Linked DNA regions of Neogale vison: region 2 is linked to region 1. The links are chromatin contacts, called in public Hi-C maps. All regions are on one chromosome and are shown on one strand. Each heading gives the region's core, a stretch centred on a gene start, on an enhancer-like site or on the middle of the called end of the contact. The rest is flanking DNA. Distances are from core to core; before and after follow the strand shown. Region 1 has its middle 20 kb from the start of CDKN3. Region 2 has its middle 330 kb from the start of DDHD1.

The links. Hi-C and Micro-C count contacts between places; a contact is called where the count stands out from the background.
Region 2: a contact with region 1 is called in a Hi-C map of fibroblasts, with 8 times the contacts expected there. The contact joins two enhancer-like sites. A contact is called at or near these places in 2 of 3 Hi-C or Micro-C datasets (fibroblasts and muscle).

The regions. Positions count from the first base shown.
Region 1 is chr13:45,149,105-45,155,736 of ASM_NN_V1, forward strand. No RefSeq gene overlaps it. Among named protein-coding and RNA genes, the nearest start is that of CDKN3, 20 kb to the left of the region's middle. Within about 2 kb of position 2,472, the one cell type or tissue checked has open chromatin away from gene starts, as enhancers often do. A contact at or near this core is called in fibroblasts, where this site is marked.
Region 2 is chr13:45,843,133-45,850,151 of ASM_NN_V1, forward strand. No RefSeq gene overlaps it. Among named protein-coding and RNA genes, the nearest start is that of DDHD1, 330 kb to the right of the region's middle. Within about 2 kb of position 5,754, the one cell type or tissue checked has open chromatin away from gene starts, as enhancers often do. A contact at or near this core is called in fibroblasts, where this site is marked.

The sequences.
Region 1 (6,632 bases), core at 1,222-3,721:
GACGTCTATTATGATCCTGCCCTATTGACTTGCAGATAGTCAGTTACTGCTGTGTTGGTTTTGATACCATTGGCCACCTTCCCCATTACTGGTGGTTGCCCTTTTCCTGATCACCCTCCTCTTCTGTTCCTCACTATTTTCGGGCAGGCAGGTCCTCTTACTTTGTGTTCATTATGTTAAAGTTCAAAACTAAGTCCTGTGAAAAGAGCGGTGTGCCTGGTCTGATTTTCCAGCACTAGAATGAAACAATTAAACCACAAAGTCCATTAAAAAAAAAAACAAAAAACTACCTTATGTTGGGAAAAAGCTTTTTCTTTGATATCAAGTCTTCTCTAGGAAACCACTAGGCCTGAGGGTCCCACAAACCCTGCATTAGAACCGTATTCAGTAATTAAGATTGTATTACATTGATTTGGGGGAATAAATTCAAGAGTTCAGATGCTCCTTCTTTCTGTTTGAATAGGGGGGGTCCAACATTGCCTTTTCTTCCCAATACTTACGTTTTCCTGACATTTAAAAATTCACGGGTGACTAAATTGTTACAGTGAAGTACTTGGAAGCCTTTTGATTCCGGAGAGTTCTGGGTACAAGAACATCCCATAGTGAGCATTAATACCAGGCTCCGAGGGAGAAGGATGAGCTGCGTAATAAACCAAACCGTGGGACTCTGGCAGGCTCTTACAGCTCAGACAGAAGTGAAACCAAGGACACAAAAGGAGGCTTCCAAAGGCCACAGCAGGTTGCTAGCTGGAAGAGAGACTCAGTCGTTTATTTTTAAACAACCTCTACCAGAAAGTTGCCTTTTCTTTCCCCTTCCCAGCTTTATTGAGTTATAATCGTGATTTTCCTTTATGCTGTTTCTGGACCCCTCACCGCTGTGCTGTTGACATGTAGGCTACAAACAGCCCAGTTTCATAAGAAAATGTAAGTGAGAACCAGTGAGGAGAAATTAATGTGCTTTTTTAGTGCTTTTCCTCACGTTGCTTCCTCCATTGCCTTCACTTAGGCAGGAGTGCCAGTGTGAGCAAGGTCCCTCCCATAGCTTGCTGGGCCGTGGAGTTCAAGGCCGCTGGAATGCCTGAGCCAGGAGCACATGGCGCTGTGCAACCAGGCTGATGGGAAGCCCCGAACAGCTTGCTGAATTATTACTTCATCCTCAGCCGAAGCAGCGGGAGGCGAGATGATGAGTGAGGGAAAGAGCCCGTGGACTTCAATGTGGGCTGAGGGAACCAAAACAAACACAGAGAAGACAGGCCAATATTTAAATCTGTGTAAAGGATGGAGCACGCAGGAATGTTTGACTCTATTTTGTCTAGTGAACAGATTTCATTTTTTAATGGCTGTGTTAGTCAGTGCAAAGCAGAATCGTGGAATGGAATCTGTTTTTCTTCCCCCTCCCCTGAGCCACTTGTGACTCACAGGGACATTTGCCTGTTCCGGGTGGACAGAAGGTGGCCTGCAAGTCTTAGAGGGAGACCAGTTCTGAACTCACATGCTGTGCCCAGATGCTTAGTACATCTCTCCTTCCTGAATAAACCTTCCCTAAGAATATCGGGATGAGAAGAAGACCTTGCATAGAGCAACAATAGCATTTCACAAGTCGTGTTTTCCAGGCTGCTCAGCTCTGGTTGAAAAGCATCAATGTCCCGGACATAGAGCCCTTCCCTTTCCCCTCTCCCGCTGTTGCAGTGGGTGCCTCTCTGCACATTCTTCTTTGATCCCCCCATAGGATATTCTTCTTCTTTTTTTTTTATTGCCTCACACCAGAGTTTCATGTTTACATTCATCTTTTCACTTTGTCACCCTCCTGGGTAGTCCATTGCATTTTCCAAGATGTCCACACCATTGTTCAGCTGTGTGATTCCAGTTCTTCCCCCCGACCTCCTGCCGTTGTCAGTGGCCAGGGAAAGCCAGTCCCTTACCTCATTGTTCTATTGCTTTATGCAAATATTTTTTACTGACTTGAAACCAAATATTGTGATGAACAGAAGATGACCATTTAAATACATATTCGGGGCGCCTGGGTGGCTCAGTGGGTTAAAGCCTCAGCCTTCGGCTCAGGTCATGATCCCAGGGTCCTGGGATCGAGCCCCTCATTGGGCTCTCTGCTCAGCAGGGAGCCTGCTTCCTCCTTCTCTCTCTCTGCCTGCCTCTCAGCCTACTTGTAATCTCTGCCTGTCAAATAAATAAAATCTTAAAAAAAATACATATTCTATCCTTGTGATTACATAATGAGGCAGAATATTAGAGTGAGAATGTAGGTGTAGATGTGCACGCGCGCGCGCACAGACACACACACACACACACACACACTCCCTCCTTTTGGTCTATGGAGGGAGAGCACATTACCCGAAAGGGCGGACAAATGAATCCAATCTGTGTTTACATTATAACTGCCCAAGGAAACTGCTGATTTCACTTCTTTTTGATATTCTTTTCCACTTTTCAGGAAACTGTTGGAGGATCTAGCTTGCCGTGGGTGGCATGGGCTTGGGGGATGGTAATTTTTCAGTCACAAGATTAATAAAAATACCTTTTTTCCGGTCTTAGTGTAGCAGTAAGATGCAATCTAGGCTCAGAGCTGTAGAGGGCGCGCGCGTCTCAATAATAGCACAGCCATCGGCCCTAGAGAAAAGGAGCCGGGTGGTAGGGGAGAAATAATCCTTTTCTTACTAGATATTTTATAAGAAAGGAGATAAGGTGCATTTGGGAATAGCCACTAAATCGTATTGTTTTCATATTACCTTTTATAATAGTTCAATAGTTTTTCTTGAGGATAAGCTCATCTTCTAATTTGTATCCTTTGGTGATGGTTTTGTTAGAAGGCGCAAGCCCCATGCAGTGAGAATGAACGTCTTTTAAGATTTTATACCTTGTTTGCTTCACACAAACTCCTCAGAGAGGCTTTCTTCTTCGTCAGTCGGGTCTAAAATAGGTCCCTCAACATTAAGTTTTTTTTTTTTTAATAGAAAAATTTTAATTGTGTTCTGATTAACACAATTAACAATGACGTTTTACATAGCATAGACGTCACCATTTTAAAGTGTACTATTCGGTAGGTTATAGTATAGTCAGAAGATTGTACAATCATCACGGGGATGCAAATCTCAGAACATTTCCATTACCTTAAAAAGAAACCCCATACCATTAGGGAGTCGCTGCCCATCCCCATTCCTCCCAGTCCCTGGTATTCACTAATCCGCTTTCAGTCCCTGGGGTTTGTCTATTCTGGACATTTCACACTCACCTCTTTTGAATTATTAAAGTACTCTGTTTGTTTCCTTCCCGGAACACAGGCATTTGTTTGTTTACATACTGTTTATTCTACTCCATGAAAACTTGTAGGGTTTCTTTCCAATTCAGTCTGCCTAGCAATGAGGTGAGCTCAGCCTGGCAGTGTGGGGGTAAACCCCGGCGGGGGGGGGAGGGGGGTTTCTGGGGTTGCTGAGCAGCATGACCTCTAAGGGCTCTTCGAAAGTTTCCACATTTCTGTGCAACATCTTCCCATTCGTTACATTTCCAGTAACCACTCTTTGGGCTCCAGGTCTTCCCTAAGGATTTTCTGCTCTTCAGTTGCAACCCACAGAGTCATAATCGATTTAATCCCATTTAACCAAGGGCTGTGTTGTGCTTCTAGAAAACTCTTTAAGGGCTGGGACCATGCCGGGGCAATAAAAATAGCAATGTTCAGGGAACTTAGGCCATGTGCCAAGCATGGGGATGAGTGTGCTACTTGCATTTTTTTTTTTTTTCAATTATTTCAATGGTCTTCTTACCATCTGGTAGGATTGGCACTACTATGATCATCCCATTTTGAAGATGGGAACACTGTGGCTTAGGGGAAAGGATATATTTTACTCAGCTGGTTTGTGGTAGAGCAGGATCTTGAGTCCTGGCAGTCAGCCTCTGGGGTCACTTTCTTAACCACTTCATTCTCTCTTCAGCTTCCTAGGTTTCAACCTTGTGTTTGCTCAAAGTGCTGGTGTAATGTTTGCCTGTGATATATGAATTAATATTATTGTAATGTTAAGATTCTTCACAACAATGACATTATAAACAAATATTTCGTGCAGTTCTTAGCAGAGTCCTTGTTTTATGGGGTTTTCTGCTTCCTCAGGGCTAGGGAAGTGACTAGCTAGTGTCCTTTGGCACATCTAGGGGTTATGTAAGCATCTGTGCATGGATGAGGGGAAGAATTCCTGTTGGGGACAGGAGCTCATGCATCCAGAGCAGTTGGCTTGTAGAAGAAGGTGTTTTCCTTCAGGAAGAGATCCCCAAGAGAAATGCCTTTGAATGGCTTAGCGGGTAAATTAGCCAAGATTCTCCAGAGAAACAGGACCAATAGGAGACACACACACACACACACACACACACACACTGCATAAATGAAAAGATTTATTCTTTTTTAAAATAAAATCTTCAAGATGGGCTGGAAGTTTCGAGATACAACCATGAACCAAAGCTGCAATTCAAGTTTGAAAACTATCTGGTGAAAAATTCCCTCTTGCTCAGGGAAAGTCAGTCTCTGGGTCTAGTCAGGCCTTTGGCTAATTGGATAAGGCCCACCATATTAGGGAAGGAAATTGGCTTTACTCAATGTCCACCAGCTTAAATGGTAACCTCATCCAAAAACATCCTCACAGAAAATCCAGAATAATGTCAGCCCAGCTCAACTGGGCTCATAAAACTAGCCATCAAAACCTGGTACTTGGTGCTTGGGTTCTGCAAGGAGGTCAGTATTGGAGAATGTTCCACCTCCTATATAGTGAAGAGAGTACAACTCCACCTCCTGTCAGGTACAATCAGTTGGCTCTCCAAGGGTGGTCTTGATGGGTAAGGATGTGTCTTTGTCACTTGAGGTTTGCCCAGAGAACAAGTACTTGTTTGAGACCCATTATTGGTCAGAGGGTCTGTGAGCAGATGTGTTCCTGCACTTTCTAGCCGAGTGGGCCTCAAGGACCTACTGACCACTCACCCAAAAAAGCCTACTTGCTGTTGACTTTGTCACTTCTGGATCACATTTTTTTAAAAAATTAAAGTGTAATTAACATACAGTGTTATATTAGTTTTAGGCGTACAATAAAATGATTAAACAATCCTATATATGATTTAGTTCTCATCATGATAAGTGTACTCGTTTTTTTTTTTTTTAAAGATTTTATTTATTTATTTGACAGGCAGAGATCACAAGTACGCAGAGAGGCAGACGGAGTGAGGGGGAAGCAGGCTCCCCGCTGAGCAGAGAGCCCGATGTGGGGCTCGATCCCAGGACCCTGGGATCATGACCTGAGTCAAAGGCAGAAGCTTTAACCCACTAAGCCACCCAGGTGCCTCTATCCCCCCCTTTTTTATACCACATCTTTATTTGCTCATCTGTCAATAGATGCTTGGTTGCTTCCATATTTTGACTATCCTAAATAATGCTGCAAGAAACACAGGGGTGCATATATATTTTCAAATTAGTGTTCTCATTTTCTCTGGGTAAATACCCAGTAGTGGAATGACTGGATCAAATGAAAATTCTAGTTTTAATTTTTTGAGGAAGCTTCATACTGTTCTTCACAGTGGCTGTGAAAGTTTGCATTCTCACCCCTAGTGTATGAGCATTTCTTTTTCTCCCCATCCTCAACAACACTTGTTACTTTTTGTCTTTTTGATTCTGACAGGTGCAAGGTGATATCTCATTGTGGTTTTGATTTGTGTTTCCCTGAGTAGTGATGTTGAATATCTTTTCATGTGTCTGTTGGCCATCTGTATGTCTTCTTTGGGAAAATGTCTCCTCAGGTGCTCTGCCCATTTTTGAGTTAATATGTGTATGGTTTTTTTTGTTTTTGTTTTTTTTTTTTTTTGGTGTTGAGTGGTGTAAGTTTGGATATTAACCCCTTGTTGGATATATTATTTGCAGATATCTTCTCCCATTTAGTAGGTTGCCTTCTTGTTTTACTGATGGTTTCCTTCACCATCAAAACTTTTTATTTTGGTGTAGTCCCAGTAGTTTAATTTTTCTTTTGTTTCCCTTGCCTCAGGAGACATATCTAGAAAAAATGTTTCTATAGCTGATGTTAAAGGAATTACTGCCTATGTTTTCTTCTGGGAGTTTTATGATTTCATGTCTCACATTTAGGTCTTTAATCCATTTTGAATTTATTTTTGTGTATGGTGTGATAAAGTGGTCCAGTTTCATTCTTTTGCATGTAGCTGACCAGTTTCCCCAGCATCATTTATCGAAGAGACTGTCTTGTCCCCATTGTGTACTCGTGCTTTCTTTGTCATAGATTAATTGACCATTCGGGGCGTGTCTTAGTCCATCTGGGCTACTGGAACAAAGTATCATAGACCAGGTGGCTGATAGACAACAGAAATTTCTCAGAGATTTGGGGGCTGGGAAGTTCAAGATCAAGGTGCTGGCAGATTTGCTGTTTGGTGAGGAGTGCTTTCTGGTTCATAGAGGGCTGACTTCTTGCTGGGTTTTCACATGGTAGAAGGGGTGAGGGAACTCTCTAGGGTCTCTTTTATAAAGGCACTAATCCTTTGGTGAGGGCTCTGCTTTCATGACTTAATTGCCTTCCAAGGGTCCTACCTCCTAATACCATCACCTTGGGGGTTAGCATGCCAATATATGACTTCACGGG
Region 2 (7,019 bases), core at 4,504-7,003, 700 kb after region 1:
TTCCTCAGACCTCGACTAAAATTAGGATGTTTCACACATGTGTTAAGTCTTATTTGGAAAAGTCAAACCATGTATCTTTTCTTAACAAATTGCTTGCTTTCTGCACCAGCACAATGGATGTCCTTTCCAAATATCAAGCCAAAAAAGAAATCAATTTACAGCCTGCTATTCAAATTAGGCCAGCTGTGAATTCTTCTCTGTGCAGGGAGGTTTTATGGTCATTCATTCTTGAAAAGGTTGACAGTTGTTCAAGAAATATGTGTTAATTTCACCAATTGAAATTGTATTTGTTAAGAAGCTTCATGTATTCAGAAAGATATAGGACTTGAATAGGCTAGCTTTTTTGAAATGAGCATTCCAGAATTGGGAGCGGGGGCGGGCTATAAGAACCAACTTTCCAGACAAGATGCCCCTTCCACTAATGAAACAGCGAATTTATTTCACCACTGGGGTTAGTGATAGCCTAGATCTTATTCTGAGCCATGACTCTATGACATATCAAAAAGCTGGAAGACTGTAACATTTCTGAGGCAAAGCAAAAGTGCCTATGGTTCAAAAAGATGTATAGCCATGAAGCACGAAGGTAAAACATGAGCGATTAGGGAAGGACTACAAGAATCTTCTTCTCAATTTTGCTCATCTTTATGGCTATTTTATCCAGTGAACTTATCTTCAGTGACTAACTCAGCATCATTAGATGTCATGCAAGTTAATTCATTTCTGGATCTATAGGAGCTGGGAAGGTGGTACAAAGAATTCTGAGCTCCTGAAGAAAAAGTCTATGGAAACATAAAAGGTTTTTAATAACTTTTCCTCTAAGAACATGCTTTTATATTTCCCTTTCTCTCCTCTTATTATCCCCCCACCGACTCCCCCATCACTCATTCCTTTCTCTGGTCCGTTGGGTTACCACCCAAACCCACAGTGACACCTGCTGGCCAAGCAGGAACGGCAGAATCGAGTCCTTGCAAAGGCCCAGTGAGTCCTGTGGTATAAGCAAATAAATCTACTGAAACTAACATTAAATACTACAAAATTATTTTAGAAACTTAGTGAGAAAAAATTAAGCGAGCATTGTACTCCTCTGAGAATCTTGGGAGGGGGAAGATTTTCAGGGAAATCAGCCTGTATCATTATAAATATAAATTTTAAGGATTGTATGTGTTTTGACCTCATAAAAAAGAGCCTGAAATACATCCTGTACCTAGAACCAATTATTAAGCATTAAGAACATTGTTGTGCTAACTGCTCTTGGAAAGTCACTTTTTACATAGGTTTTTATCAGCTATACTTATGGTCCAAAATGTTTTATGTTACATTAACTTCAAAAATTCCCCAAAAAAACACATAAAAATGTGTTACATGCACATTTGTTTCCCTCAGAAATATTTATTAGACCTCCAACACAAAGGGTTAAAATTTTAGGTTGAAGACATTCTTTCCTGCCACTTCCCAAGAACTTCCAATTTTTGGTTGAGTTTCTTTACTGAGGAATATTCATATTTTGTTAATTCTAGGAATTTATACATTGGTTATTTTGGCTGGGTACATTTTTAAGGATGTTTGCTTTGTTTTAAGAAAATCCGTTTCTGACTTGAAAGTACAAATTCTAATAAAAACAAAGACAACAGGAATATTTTTTAACATTCATACATTTTCTTAAAATATTTACACTTTCCATTTGAAGGTTAAATCCTAGGAAAAATTCTCCATACACATGTTCATATTTGAACCAGAAGGTTGTCCCTGAGGACTTGTAGCAGCAAATGTGTGTTGGACAAAAATGTTGGCCTTCTTCATCCTTACTTTGTGTTCTAAAAGCCAAAACTTCAGTTTAGCATGACCTTAGAAGAATAGTGATACTTTTAGCATTTCCTGGTATTTGGTGGAAAGAATGTTTTTATTTGACTGTGGATGTCACTTGGTTTACAGGAAAGATTTGGTAACATGTTCATGCCAATACTGCACTTACCCCAAATTTCTTGCTATGTAGGAAGAACACATGTCAAAGCTCACTGTTTGTTAAATGGAAAAGATTCAGTACACCAGAAGCTTCTATTATAAACATTGTGACTTTGTGCAATTTACAAAATGTTCTATCTCCATTAAACAATAAACCCTTGACCCCAGAGCTCAGTTTCGGTATTCTGCGATTTGAGAAGGTAGACATAATGGATGGCAATAATAAATGAAAAGTTCAAGAGGTTAAGAAAAACTGTTTAATTATTTCTCTTGAGTGTGGGCTGCAGAAGCCTTGCATGTCTGCCTTCTTGTGGAAATGCTGCATGGAAGGGGTCCACCAGTGCAGCCCAGACAGGGCATAAAAGCAGGTTGCTGGCCCTCAGCTGTGTTTATGAACAAATGTTCTCTAGATACCCTTCCATCTCTAAACCTTGCAGTTCCTGCCAGGGGAGATCCAGTGCCAGTCCCAGAGCTCAACATCTGTTTTCCAAAGAGCTTGGATTTGTTAGCATGAGAAATTCATTGCTCATAGTTGCTTCCCAGCTGTGGCACTAGTGAGTGTAGCCTTTTTGCCTTATTTATTTGTAGAAAACCATGTTCTGTCCTCTCTTGGAGGCTCTCTTACATAATCTCTCTTGGACACTGGCTGCTGTTCTCTCAATCCCAGACCCATTAAATTGCCTTGTTAAGCTAAAGAACTCCTTCTGTAATGCCTCCTCATTTGAACTTCACAAGTTTGGGGGTAGGGGTGAGGGGACAGTGTCCCATGTGAGGGTGGACCCAAAGCACCACATTCTTGAAATCAGATGCCCAAGAAATAGGGCAAGTCTATAGACTGGGGGTGTGATTGGAGAAATCATCAAGGGAATGCACTTAATGGCATTTTGGAGGCCAGCTGAAAAACCTTCAAGAAGAGAATGACCAGAGCAGATCCCCTGGGGATTCCTCACAGAGTCTGTAGAGTGCTAGAGCAGAAGCCAGTAAAGAATACATAATAGGTCTAGACCCAGGATTTTAAAATAAGCACACAGGTGTTCTTGCTGCCAGATGAATGTGAATTTTTTAAAGTTTCCTATCCCTCAGCTCATCCCCAAAACATTTACAGTAAATTGCTTTATGTCTGATTCCATCTAGACTTGCAGAAACCGGGTCAGGGACACCCGCTTGCATGAACCTGGGCTCTGGAACTCCAGAAGAAAAGTGTCATGAGGCTTGCAACATGGCAAAGGAAAAGGATTTCAGCATTTAGATGCTGAAAATTTTTTTCATTATGGTCTGAAAAAGAAAAATCTACACAGAAACTGTAATAAAAGAATTGTAGCATTTTATTCATTTGTGTCTTAGTATGAAAGACGTTGCTATTAGAATGCCCATAAAAGAGGGGAAACTGGCTTTTCTCCTGTGTGGAGAGGAGCTGTGTGGAATGAGGGTAAGAACTGGAGTTTTGAGTTAGGAAGTTCTGGATCCTACTGTTACTTATTTGGGTACTCTTGGGAGGTTTTATTTAACGTCTCTAACCCTCAGTTTTCTAATCTGTAGGCTAGAATAATAGTCCCAACCCCAGACTGTTGTAGGGTTTAAATGACACGTGTGCTTAAGAAGATGCTGAACACAGGGTCTGGCACAGCTCACTCACTGCTGGCGATAACAATTACCATTAAGCCATCAACCGTGACAATAAAGACCTTGAATTAAAAGCCGGCCTTGACAACAACATTCTGTTTGAACTCAAATTTCTTCCCTTTTCTTTGGCTCAAGATCAGTCCTTAGGTATCACTGGGATGACAACAGAGTGAATGAAATATTTCTTGTTTCTAATTGGGACAAGATTAAAATGAAATCATCATCTTGAGGGGAAAAGATGGCATCCTAAGAGCAAGTGTCTTTATTCCATGCTTACTCTGCACTCTGCAGATAAGGTCCTGACAAGAGGAAAATGACAAGCCCCATGGCCTGAGCAGTAACTAAAACCGATAGGAGAAGGGGGCACATGATTGGCACTGGACACAGGCCGCTGGGTCCCCAGGAAGAGAAAGCCCAGCTAAACCAAAAGCCAAGAGTGGGCTAGAGTGGAACTTCTCAGCGGATGTGCCCCACCCCACGTAGTGACCTGGGGCACCTCCACTGGATTAGAAGCCCAGAGGCCCCCTTCAAGAGTAACTGAACCCCTCCCCAAGTTCTCCACATCACCATCAAACCCTCCAAGTAAGACTTATTTGTTTGTCCCGATGCCATGCACACGTTTGATGGGAGCCACAGAGTGAAGAGAACAAGGAAGCCCCAGGAGCAAGGCGAGAGGGGGACAACGGTGAGGCAAGTGAGGTACATGCCTTAGGCACAAAATATAAGAAGGCGCCAAAAACCCTAGTCATCAAGGTAAATAATATTTCAATGCAATGTCTTAAAAACAAAAATTAATGTGTAAAACTCCATGATGAACAAAACATAATTTTAAATAAAGATGGGATTGGGAGGTTTAGAAGCACCAGACACAGGAGTTGCAGGGACAAACTTGGGGCAATGGCTGTACCAGGAGAGACCTAATGCTGCCAGACCCAAATGGGTGCCGAGAGGTCCCAGTGGAAAAGCCCATAAATGGACAAGTTCCATTTTTGAGGACCTTGCCCCTGGAAAAGCATTGTCCCCATCATTGCTTTATTCCAGACACATATAAAACTCCCCACCCACTGGCTGGGAGATAATTTGAGAAGTAAGCTCCAACTGCTCTGGGTTCAGGGTTCATTCAAAGCTGGCAAAATTTTACTTTTATGGTCCAAGGAAAAAACTGCTTATCAGAGAGCTTAAGAGATGTCTCAGTCCCGATCTAGTATTTATTTTGCAATGTTTTGATGAATGCCAGTGAAATGATTCCAAAATACACAGATTAAATTTCCCTAGAACATACATGGTTTGGGGAAAATGAAAGGGAAATGGTGCTTTGAGCAAAATATACCTGTTTGGTTCTGCCATGCCCCCAGATATTTAAAGAATACTACAAAGCTTGCCAAACTCCAAGTGCTTCTAGACCCATATAGTCTCTCTCTGTACTTGAGAATACCTTTCCACCTTGTTTTCCCCTGGCAGCTCTACTCACAAAAGGAGGTCTATAACTCCATTTTCTCTTCTGTAAATAAAAACATCTCTAAAAGTATACGTCTGACATGCACACCAGAAGGCAAGAAAGAAAGGCAAATACAATGTTTTAGGGTCTTGTCATCCACCCAGGATCATCACACACTTAGGAATAAGATGTCAGGTGCTAATCTTGGAGGACTCGCTCTGTTTAAACAAACAGCTCTGGTTCTCATGTAATGTCACACTCCATTCTGAGGCTTTGGAAGAATAGCCCCCTTGTCACCAGGTTCATGAGTCCTTACTGAAATCTAAATACACAGATGAACCAATAAATGTCATTCTGTTCAAATTCAGGTATTGGCCTAAAGTGCCTTACCGGGTAAGTATGATCATCTCACCAGATCAACACTGTAGCAGTGGGGGGTCTGGGGGGCGAGGGAGGTGGGTGGCACAAGGCAAATGAATTGCATTATGATAAGAGCCAAAAAGTTGTGTTTGGGGAAAAAGTCTCATTGTGTATATATCACTATCTTCCTAATTCTCCTATGGCAGGATTAGAAATGGGTAAAGGGGAATCAAACAGAAAAATTGTGTTTCTAAGCAAGAAATCAAGGCAGCCAGTGCAGTGAGCCCTGGAGATGCAAGGTTCTCAGGTTGGCAAGTGGGTTAGCAGGGCAGAGGTGAGGTGTTTCCGTTCCTGGGTTTGTTTTGTTCACTCCTTGGCGTGAGAAGCCAGGCACATTTCTTCAATCTTGGAAGCGACAAAGGAGTCCTATTCATTGGAGTTTGTGAATCAACAAAGAGGAATGGCGTTTAATATTTAAATATGTCTCATGTAGCCATTAAAAATCTTTTATGAGTGTTAAGCCATTATTAAAGCAAGATGGGCTCTAGGTCATGGACCCTTTCATGGCACTCCCACAGAGCTAATGAGACAAATAATATCTCTTCATAAGATGATGGCTGGCTGCCTCCAGCACTGAATTCAGTGTGCCTACTGTAGTTAAAAATTCTAAAGGAAAAAAAAAATGACCACTAGAATTATCCTACCCGAGGAAATTTTTTCTTTTCATTGTCTGAGCAAAAACATACTTTCTAACTCAATTAATGTTAGCTTGGGTTCCCCAGCCCCGTGTGTGTGTGTGTGTGTGTGTGTGTGTGTGTGTGTGTGGTTAGAGAGGCTGGGTAAAAAACATAGACTAAAGATGATCAAACAGATGGATATTAAGAACACACATGAATGCCTGTTATTCACTGCACCAAAGAGTTATGTCTATAGAAGTTATTTACCCACTTACATTTACAGATGGCATCATGTTCCACTCCACTCTAAGTCATCCACTTTCCATGACAACTGGGCTGACGGAAGGAAAGAACAATGACAAAAGCATGGAAAGCTAATAAAAGAAGATAAACATACTGCATAAGAGAAATATGTGAGTGAGCACAGATGCTGTAAATTTTATACAGCAACTTGTTTGGAAAGACCTAGGTCAGTGAGTGATATCCTCCACTTGCTAAAATCAAAGTTTTATTATACCCCATTGCCAAACTATATTCACACAAATAAATAGTAGGATATTTAAGATAGGTATATGTAAATGCTCCCAAATACTCTTCTTTTATTTATTCTTAAGAAGATGGAGTTCGACATCCAGCTGCCACCAGAACATGGCACTCTCCACTAAGAGTAATTGAATGGCAACTATCACACCATGAGAATGAAACACGAATGTGTTATTGTTTTCAGATCATATATTCAGCACAAAACTTTGTCATACCTTCTTTTAATGTCATATATAACAACTTAGTAGTTTCATGAAGTGTTCATTAAACTGAAACAATAAAACAGTACATAATATAGACCTCTGAGTTCTGATATTCATGGTATATGATTTTTTAAAATTTTTTAATTTTTTATAAACATATATTTTTATCCCCAGGGGTACAGGTCTGTGAATCGCCAGGTTTACACACTTCAC